Linked DNA regions of Pan troglodytes: region 2 is linked to region 1. Evidence: chromatin contacts called from public Hi-C data. All regions are on one chromosome and are shown on one strand. The core of a region is the stretch at or near the end of the contact, and the rest is flanking DNA. Distances in the headings are between cores, read along the strand shown. Region 1 holds the start of ALKAL1 (ALK and LTK ligand 1). Region 2 holds the start of NPBWR1 (neuropeptides B and W receptor 1).

Region 1 (4,405 bases), core at 1,604-4,103:
ACAGTGGATTATTGTAAGCTTAACCAAGTGGTGACTCCAACTGCAGCTACAGTACCAGATGTGGTTTCATTGCTTGAGCAAATTAACATATCTCCTGGTACCTGGTATGCAGACATTGACTTGGCAAATGCCGTTTTCTCCATTCCTGTCCATAAGGCCCACCAGAAGCAATTTGCCTTCAGCTGGCAAGGCCAGCAATATACCTTTACTGTCCTACCTCAGGAGTACATCAACTCTCTAGGTTTGTGTCATAATCTTATTCTTGTGATGGTTAATACTGAGTATCAACTTGATTGGATTGAAGTGAAGAGGTGAGACTGGCCTAGCCTCCCAGCCTACATCTTTCTCCCATACTGGATGTTTCCTGCCCTTGAACATCGGACTCCAAAGTTCTTCAGTTTTGAGACTTGGACTGGGTCACCTTGTTGCTCAAACTTGCAGACAGCCTGTTGTGGGATCTTGTGATTGTGTAAGTTAATACTTAATAAACTCCTATATATATGTAGGAGTTTATTAAGTATTATATATATATTTACATATATCTCTATATTTATGTGTGTGTATATATATGTATATATCTCCTGTTAGTTCTGTCCCTCTAGAGAACCTTAATACAAGTTTATATTACCAATATTACCAATATTTTGGGGGAGATGTAGCAATGGATTTTTCAATTGTGACTTTTAAAATTCTGGTTTTAAAAATGTTTAAGAAAATCAACTATATTAAATATGTGATTGTATTTTGAAATGTTTAATAGGGTTTGTTGGTGTTAAATAAGGAAACTTCACTTGTTTAATTTATTAGCTAAGTTGTAAAGAAAATAAGTGCCTTGAGTTTCAAGGCTTAAAACAGCTTGTAACAGTTACAGTTTTAAAAACTTTGGATTACTTTAAACATTAGTTACTAAGTACCCATTTCTACACAGAAAACCCTTCCTTATATACTAAATAAATTAGCCAGTGTTACTGAGGGAATGCCCACATGAACAATTCAAGTTGCCTCTAAACTAATTAGCAAGAGGCAGGGCAAGCAGCATTTAGTTGGGGCAGTTAGAAAAGTAGTCAAAGATGTGCAATGAACAAAGAACAAAAGCAAAGAGTGACTTAGCTATACGTAACCTGTTTATTTATGATAAAAGCATTGTGTTGAGGAACTAGATCCCTGAAGTTAGATGCTCCACAAAGATGAGGATTTTGTTTATTTTACCCACTATGGTGGCTCCGCTGTGTTTCCACTGCCTGGTCCACAGTGTGCGTTCACATCATTTTTGTTGAATGAATAAAGGTGGGTTTCAAAGGATCACTTGCTTCAGAACTACCCAGAGTCCCTTAAAACGCAGATTTACAGGATCCTCCTGGGGGACTGCGTCCCCAGGGGTTTGGGAACCTGCATTTTTTTTTTACAGCCTCTCCTTCACATGGTACACAGTGTGAGAACCACTGAAGTTCAACCTCTTCACCTTGCTAGAGAGAAGACTAAATGGTTTGCTCAGGGCCCCATGGCTAATGACAGCTGAAAGTAGACCCCAAACTGTCAGGCTTGAAAACTTCATTGCTTTGTTTATTTCCTCTAGCTTTCAACGTAGAGGAAGAGGAAAATAATTCAGCTTCCAGGTTTTGCTGTCTTTTGCTCCGGATAGATGGTTGATTAAAAAGTCCATTTGTCATGGTTTCAGTATCACTTATTCTCCAGCATTATTTCATACTGCATTTCCCCATCGTTTTTCGGACTAGTCCCTATTTTTTTATTTTCCAATTAAAATTAATTTTTGAACTGCCTGTCAATGTCTGTGAACTTCTAATGTTTTCTTATTTCACTTCAGTAGAGCTGTGAGAAAGCGTTTATTCCACCTAAGTAGGGCCTTCAGACCCTTAACCTGTTTTTCTAGGAAGACTCTTGTGGGTCTCCCTTGGTGGAAGCCATTCTCTTACACTGCTGTGTTTGCTTAGGAAATACCAGATTCCTATGCGTGCTTAACAGTGAAACGATTGGAAGAAGCAGTCTTCACCTGTGTAACAACTTCCTCAAAAGAGCTTCATCCAAAGGCACGATTTCACAGGGCTCCTGCAAAGCTTGCTTTGCTTCCCAATTTCTTAGGCATGTTGGACATGCCAAGCCTAGATAAACTATTTGAAGGAGTTGAGGTCATTATTCAGGATCTGTGACCCACAAGATTTCTTTTTGTAGAGTAATGTAACGTTGGGCACCGCCTAAGGAGTAATGGAGCCTCAGTTCCCTTAGTTATTCCTGCCTTCTTCCTTTCACCTGTTTGCACTTTGCATATGAGGAGATAATTAGTAGTCAATTGATTAGCGAGCAATTTCAACATTTTTCAATATACTTAACATAAAGCAATAAAGCAGGCGGCTGAAACAACTAAAACAACAACAGTTTACAGAGCGCAGTTTGATCAGAGAGGCTCACTTTAATCAGAACGACTGGCCTTAATTTCATTTTTTAAGTTGTTAACACTAAAACTCTTTATAAGAGTTCCCTAATTTGAGGAAAAATCCAGCCGGCTGCTTTTTTGGGCGCACTGGTCGACCTTGGCGATTTCACCTGGGGAAGCACTGAAACCGGCCACTCCCCCCTGGGAGGCCAGGGCAGCTGGGCGTGTGTCCCCGGTGCCCAGCCCCAGACCTCCTCCGCCCGCCGCTCCCCCACGCGGAAGAGAACGCGGTGCTGCACCTAGGAGGGCAGGTCGGGCCTCCAGACCTGGGGCAGGGGCGGCTGGCGTGACGGCGTGGCCAGTGTTCCTGAGCGAGCAGGGGCTCGGCAGCAGAGCGCACCCCGCACCTTTGAGCCCAAGGCGTGGAGATCTCCGCTCATCCAGGCCGCACCCCGGCCCTGCTTTTTTCCGTCCGGACCTAGGCGCCGCGGGTTCTACTGACCCCGCCAGCCAGGGGAAGCCGTGACGGACCCCGAGGCTCGGGGGTGGGGGCGGCGGGAGACAGAGCCCAGGGAGAACCGCCGGGGCGACGCGGCAGTTACCCTACTGGGTCCTCCCGGGGACGGCGACCAGAGAGCGAGCCCGGGGTCTGGATCCGAGGCAGGCGTTGCGCAGGGAGCCCTGAGACCCGCTGAGTCCGAGGCTGGTGCCCGCCCGGCCCAGCGCGGACTTCCGAGGGTCCCGCGCGCTGGGACACGCCCTCATCCTGGGGGACGACCCCGTGGCCCCAGGCACCGCCTCCCGTTCCCGCCCCGCGCCCCGCAGCGCTTAGGCTTCGGCACACTGAGGACCGAGTCCCAGTGCAGCTCCAGCCGACCCCCGGGACGTAGACAAGAGCAGGCGCGCGGTGAAGACTGCGGCCGGCCGCGTAGCCGCGCTGTGGTCCCGCTGGCCTTCTCTTGGGCCGCGCACCCTCCGGACCTGCGTCGGGATCCTCCCCGAGTCTTCCGCTCTCTCCTCCCGGCTTGCGAACATGCGGCCCCTTAAGCCCGGCGCCCCTTTGCCCGCACTCTTCCTGCTGGCGCTGGCTTTGTCCCCGCACGGAGCCCACGGGAGGCCCCGGGGGCGCAGGGGAGCGCGCGTCACGGATAAGGAGCCCAAGCCGTTGCTTTTCCTCCCCGCGGCCGGGGCCGGCCGGACTCCCAGCGGCTCCCAGAGCGCAGGTACGATGTCCCCATCCCGCCCCATCCTTTGCCCTGCGCCTGGGGCTCCGTGGATTCCCCTAGGAGCTGGGCGAGGCACTCGCTTTGGGAAGCCTGAGATTAGTACAGCAGAAAACAGAGCATCTCTGCAGATTCCCAGCTCTCGGAAAGAGGTCGTAAGCGAATTAGATTTACCACGGTTGAGAGTTAAGTAAAGAAATCCGGCTGGCAATGGGACCAGCTTTCTATGTCCCTTCTCAGGTGTGGGAGGACTTTTTGGAAATAAACTGGTAAAGCAGCTCAAAGACATGGGTTTCAGTCCCACCGACCGAGGGGTGGTGGACAGGTTAGGTCCCTGTCAGCACCCCATTTCTGGATCTTCCGGGGTTTTGAGAATTAACTAAGATTGCTGTCCGTAGACACCTGACCGTGCCAGGAATGCCCCGTTCCCCTCCCCTTCACGCTGGCCGCAGCGAGTGGCTGAGGACGCGCCAGTTTCAGCAGGCGGCGGCTTATGTTACTGGCACCTTTCCTAGATCATTTTAGAAGGGCAGCCGGCTGCTCCCAAATCAACTTTGGACAGTCAGGTTCCTGCTACTTAGATGCCCGAGGGGAGTGGAAGGAATGAGGGAGGAAAAAGTCGCTGCTCTAGAGGGTCATGAGACATCCACAGGCAGAGAAGAAGTCGTGTGAATACGGGGAACAGGGAAAAGCCCCTGGAAAAGGAGGTCCGAGGGGGCGGCCGGGCACTTGGGGCAGCGCTGGAGGGAGGAGGGCAGGACACGCAGGAAAGGAAGGTGGGGACAGAAGC
Region 2 (4,815 bases), core at 1,285-3,784, 370 kb before region 1:
GGACTACCTACCGGATACCGTCTACAAGTAAGGAATAAAGCCCAGGTAATCCACAGTTCCCTGTGAAAAGTACAGCAGAGAAAACCTGAAGCCGTCGGTCATCCCTGCTTCCTGCTCTCCCTAAGGCGGGGCCAAGGAAGCAGAGGAGAAAGGGAACACAAGAGAATAGATCGCATTTCTTTTTAACTTATTTGATCTTCATGGCAACTCGTGAGATTAGGACATGTACATTATTTATAAAGTTTTCAGTCCTGAAAAACAGTACACACATGAACAGTTACAACAAACTGATCTAAGTAAGACAAGAGACGAGGCCAATTGGGGGAATGGGGGTGGGGCTTGGCATCCTCTATAAGCAACGATGACCAGTGCGCCACAGCGCTGTGAAGCGCGCTCAGCCGGAGTGCTCCACCACAAAGCCCCGCGGTCCTCGGACGCTAAGCACTCGGCCGCTGGCTCCTCCAGGGGGCGCCGGAACCGCGCGCCCGGGCTACTCCGGGTTCCTTGCTCCGGGAGTCTGACATTTTCAGGGGAGATCACGGATAGGAAAGGGAAAAGGCAAAGAAAAGAAGGAGTTGGGGCAGACAGAAAGAAGGATCACTATTCGTATCATATTCTAGGCAGTCACTGCCAAGCGCCAGCCTCCTTCCCCGCATCTCATGCCTCCGCAAACGCGTGCACACCACACACACACACAGGTGTACACACATTCCGATGGGGCATCCCGAGTCGTTGTGTTTTCCCCAGTTGAAGAGGTGCTGGCGGCCTCGGCAGCGGTCCCCGCCCGGGGCGCCCGGCCACGCGGGTCTCACAGGGGTGGGCGCCAAACGCGCGCGCCTGACCGTCTTCCCAGAGCGCGCGGAGAACAAGGGGACCCGCCGGGGCTGTGCGCCAGCTACAGCAGGGGCCGCGCGGAGCCGACGCCTGGGGGCGCCCGCAGCGTCCTCGGGCCTCCCTTCGAAGGCGCGGAGAGAGTTCCGACTCCAGCCAGGTTCCAGACTGCCAGGACTCGGGTGGGGGAGCAGGGAGCAGGGCAGGGAGGGGGCGGTTCCCAGCAATACCGCCCTCCTCCTCTACCCTCCTCTTCCTCCACCTCGGCTTTAGGGAGCCCTCAGTGTGGCAATCTCAGCCTCAGTTCTTCTCACCCGGCGTGGCCGCGCATCACCTGGAGGGCTTGGCAAGGTCAACCTGCGGGCGCAGTCGCAGCGCTTCCGATCTGCTAGGTCGGGGATGGGGCGCGAGTCAGTTTCCCCAGGAGGCCTAGGCGGCCTGTCTGGTCCCGCACTCTGGCGCCGGCTCCTCCCTCGCTGGCCAGGGGTGGCGGGCAGTTGCGGAGCCGGACGCTGGGGGAGTCAGGCGGCCGCGCGGCAAGTTATCAGCTGGCGGAGGTTCCTGCGGAAGCTGGCGTCCAGGAAGGCGTAGAGGAAGGGGTTGAGGCAGCTGTTGGCGTAGCTCAGGCTGGTGATGAAGTAGGAGATAGCGATGACCAGCGGCGTCTGCGGGAGGTCGGTGGTGAGCGCCACCACGGTGCTCAGGTGGTAGGGCGTCCAGCAGAGGAGGCACACCGCCAGGATCGCCACCACCAGGAAGGTCACCCGCTTCTTGGCGCGCTCCAGGGCCTTGGCGTGGCTGTCCAGCCGCATGGCATGCAGCCGGCACAGCAGGGTGGTATAGAGGACACAGATGGTGGACACGGGGATGGCGAAGCCCAGGACGAGCGTGTAGAGGCGGCTCGCGCGCCACCAGAAGGCCTCGGGCTGCGGAAAGACTAGCACGCACTGGCGCCGGCCTTGCTCGTCGTCTAGCCGGGCGAAGACTGCGAAGGGCAGCACGACGAGTGTGACGATCCCCCACACGGCCAGGCTCACCGCGCGCGCGGCGCTGTAGGTGCGGCCGGCCACCCGGCGCGACTCCGCAGTGGCCAGCACCACCAGGTAGCGGTCGGCGCTCATGACGGTGAGGAAGTAGAGGCTGGAGAAGGTGTTGTACTGGTCGATAGCCACGATGAGCTTGCACATGAGCTCCCCGAAGGGCCACTGCCGCAGCAGGAAGTCGGCGATGTTGATGGGCAGCACCAGCGTGAAGAGCTCGTCGGCGATGGCCAGGTTGAGGATGAACAGGTTGGTGACGGTCTTCATGCGGGGCGCCCGCAGCAACACGTACAGCACGGCGGAGTTGCCCGCCAGACCCACGGCGCAGATCACCGCGTAGACAACTGGTACAGCCACCGCCAGCGGCGCCGGCAGCGGCGCCAGAGTCGACGCGTTGGAGCAGCTCAGCGCCGGGTCCGGGCCCGATGCGTTGGCGGGCCAGGGCTCCGAGAACGAGGCGTTGTCCATCTCAACGAGGGCAGAGGAGCCGGCGACCTGGCGTCCCCCAAGGACGCCCTACGGAGCTCAGCGGTCCTGAAGCCCGGTTCTGCACGGACCTGCTCGCGGACGCTCGTTTCAGCTCTCCAAGCCGTTCTCTGGTTTTTCCGGAGGAGGGGACCGTTCCCAGCCACCCCACGGCCCAATGTCGCCGCGGACTCACGGGGCTGGAAAGAGGAATTTAAAGCATAGGTTAGTTCGTCGACGTGTAACTTTAGAAATAGGCGCGGTCCCGAGGAGGGGTGGGGGTGGCGCCGCGGCGCCCCAAACCTCCTCCACGTGAGCGCTCTCTGCTACCTGTTGAAATCTCACTTCTACCAGTTGAATACATCAAACGAAATGCTAGAGAGAGAAGAATCCTCCATAGGAAAAATGCAAACCCTTCTCCCCTCTTTCAGGAAACTTCCGTAGACCCAGGTTACCCCACAGAATCCCGCAGTGGCAAGCTTCGGTCTCCCCAGGGTCTGTGCGCCCTCAGTAACAGCAAGCTCAACAGCAGTCTTTACCTTACCTGGCTGGGGAAGGGGTCTGCCTTTCCTGGAGCTGTCAGGAGAAAAGCCCGCCGGCTGCGGGGAGGCTGAGACGCCTGCCGGCTGGGTGTCCGCCTCCCCGTGTCTGCCTCCCCCGCGTTCGCCAGAGTCCGCAGCTCGCGTCCCCGCCGGTCCCTCCCGCGCGCCTGGAAGTGCAGGGATGGCGCAGCCGCGACTGCGTTCCACTGCCCTGACCGCCGCGCCCACCCCCACACCCCAAGTAAAATGGTCTTGGAACAGAGAACAGAAATTCCCCCAAATTTAAGGGATTCCTTTCTTCCATCCCAGTCGTGCAACCTCACTCCATCTGAAATAATAGAAAGCTCTCCTGTTAAGAATCGAATTTAAGGAAAACAAAGTTAGGGTGTAAGTGATCTATTTTTAAAGGAGAACAATGCAGTGGAGGCGCCTTTTCCATTTTTTAAACACCGTAACACAAATGGGCTAATGTAATGTGAAATCTGAAAGGAGGAAAAAGTGAGTGCAATTTTATAATGCAAATCACCTGTTTTCTGCTACGCTGGTCTTCAAGGGGATAGAAGATTGTTAGTATGTTTTCTAAAACTACTTCTACTTCTACTTTTGTGTAAGTAAAGACTTGATTAGTAAAGACAAACGGCTTCCGCAAAGCCTTTTAGGGAACCATGACAATGCGTATTTCATAAAACGTTACAAGTTGTTCAACACACTCTCTACTTATCCACACACTTGCCCGATTCTCCTGCTAATGAGAGCTATCCTGCGATCGCAGCGGAGAGTAGCCAAGGAAGGACTAGTAGGGGCAGTCTTGAACTCCCCTGTCGCTATTTCCCTGGACTTTGGATTCTTTCTCTAGGAAGGGAAAATCATCTTAGGCTCCTCACCAGTTCCCCTAAGAATCGAATGAAATAAACTAAATATTGGTTATTTCCAATTTCTGCTTTTTTTTTTCTCCACATTTCCTTTAGGAGAGAGAGCAAATTAAAACACGAGATTATATCCTCTAGTAAACTACCCTTCCACAAAAGCAGGCAAAGCCCAAATAAAGTGTATTTTTGGTCCTCTAGGATGCATCTTAGAGAAGGGGGCCTGAGATCCAGAGAGACCTAAAGTCGGCAGTAGAAGACTGTGGGGCCAGAAATACAGTAACCCCCCCATACCTATGGGGGATAGGTTCCAAGAGCCCCAGTGGATGCCTGAAACCATGGATAGTACCCATTGCGGTCAATGGGAACATGTTTCTGTTCTTCCATCCAAAAATGATGCAACAGCAAAACTAGCATGCATTTCTTTTTTCTTCTTCACATTTTCGTGGATAGAAGATTTGTTTTTAGTAGATCTTGGCAACCTCTGCATATGATTTTTTTTCTTTCCTTATTAAGTCCAGAATTTTTACCTTTTAACTTAAAGGAGGCATTTGCAGCTTCTCTTTGGCATATCTGAATTGCCAGCATCACTTCTCTTGCACTTTGGAGCCAGAGAGAAATAAGGGCAAAAAGTCAGTAAAATCAGGGCGACTTGAACACACCGCACTGGTCATTGCCACAGTCATCTAATAACCCAGACTGTGAAGTGACTAACAGGTGGATATTGTAGACAGCAGGGAAACGCTGGGCAAAGGGAGGACTCACTTTCTGTGGGAAGGAGTAAGATGGCTGGATCTCATCACGCCAATCAGAAGTCAACACAATTGAAAACCTAGGAACTGTTTATTCCTGGAATTTTCCGTTTAATATTTTTAGACCACAGTTGACCACGAGTAACTGAAACTAGGGACTCCAAAACCACTGACAGGGGGATCCACTGTACAAAAGCTCCCTGGAATTTACCTACTCAATTATCTTTTTACCAGGATCTATACAAATCGGCTCCCCTGCAGTTTCACGCTTTCTGTGAAACAAAATAACAGATGATTCTTAAGCTATGTCCGTAAGAAA

The links. Hi-C and Micro-C count contacts between places; a contact is called where the count stands out from the background.
Region 2: a contact with region 1 is called in a Hi-C map of induced pluripotent stem cells, with 2.1 times the contacts expected there. The contact joins the promoter of NPBWR1 here to the promoter of ALKAL1 in region 1. A contact is called at or near these places in 1 of 7 Hi-C or Micro-C datasets (induced pluripotent stem cells) and 1 of 1 datasets of contacts at active chromatin or transcription factors (stem cell-derived excitatory neurons).

Annotation. Positions count from the first base shown.
Region 1 is chr7:61,137,436-61,141,840 of NHGRI_mPanTro3-v2.0_pri, reverse strand. It overlaps ALKAL1 (ALK and LTK ligand 1), which reads left to right and starts at 2,853. Exons shown (of 5, transcript XM_001149038.6): 1 at 2,853-3,615. The coding sequence starts at 3,426.
Region 2 is chr7:61,511,137-61,515,951 of NHGRI_mPanTro3-v2.0_pri, reverse strand. NPBWR1 (neuropeptides B and W receptor 1) reads right to left here and starts at 2,534. Exons shown (of 1, transcript XM_016959474.4): 1 at 1-2,534. The coding sequence starts at 2,339. The coding sequence ends at 1,353.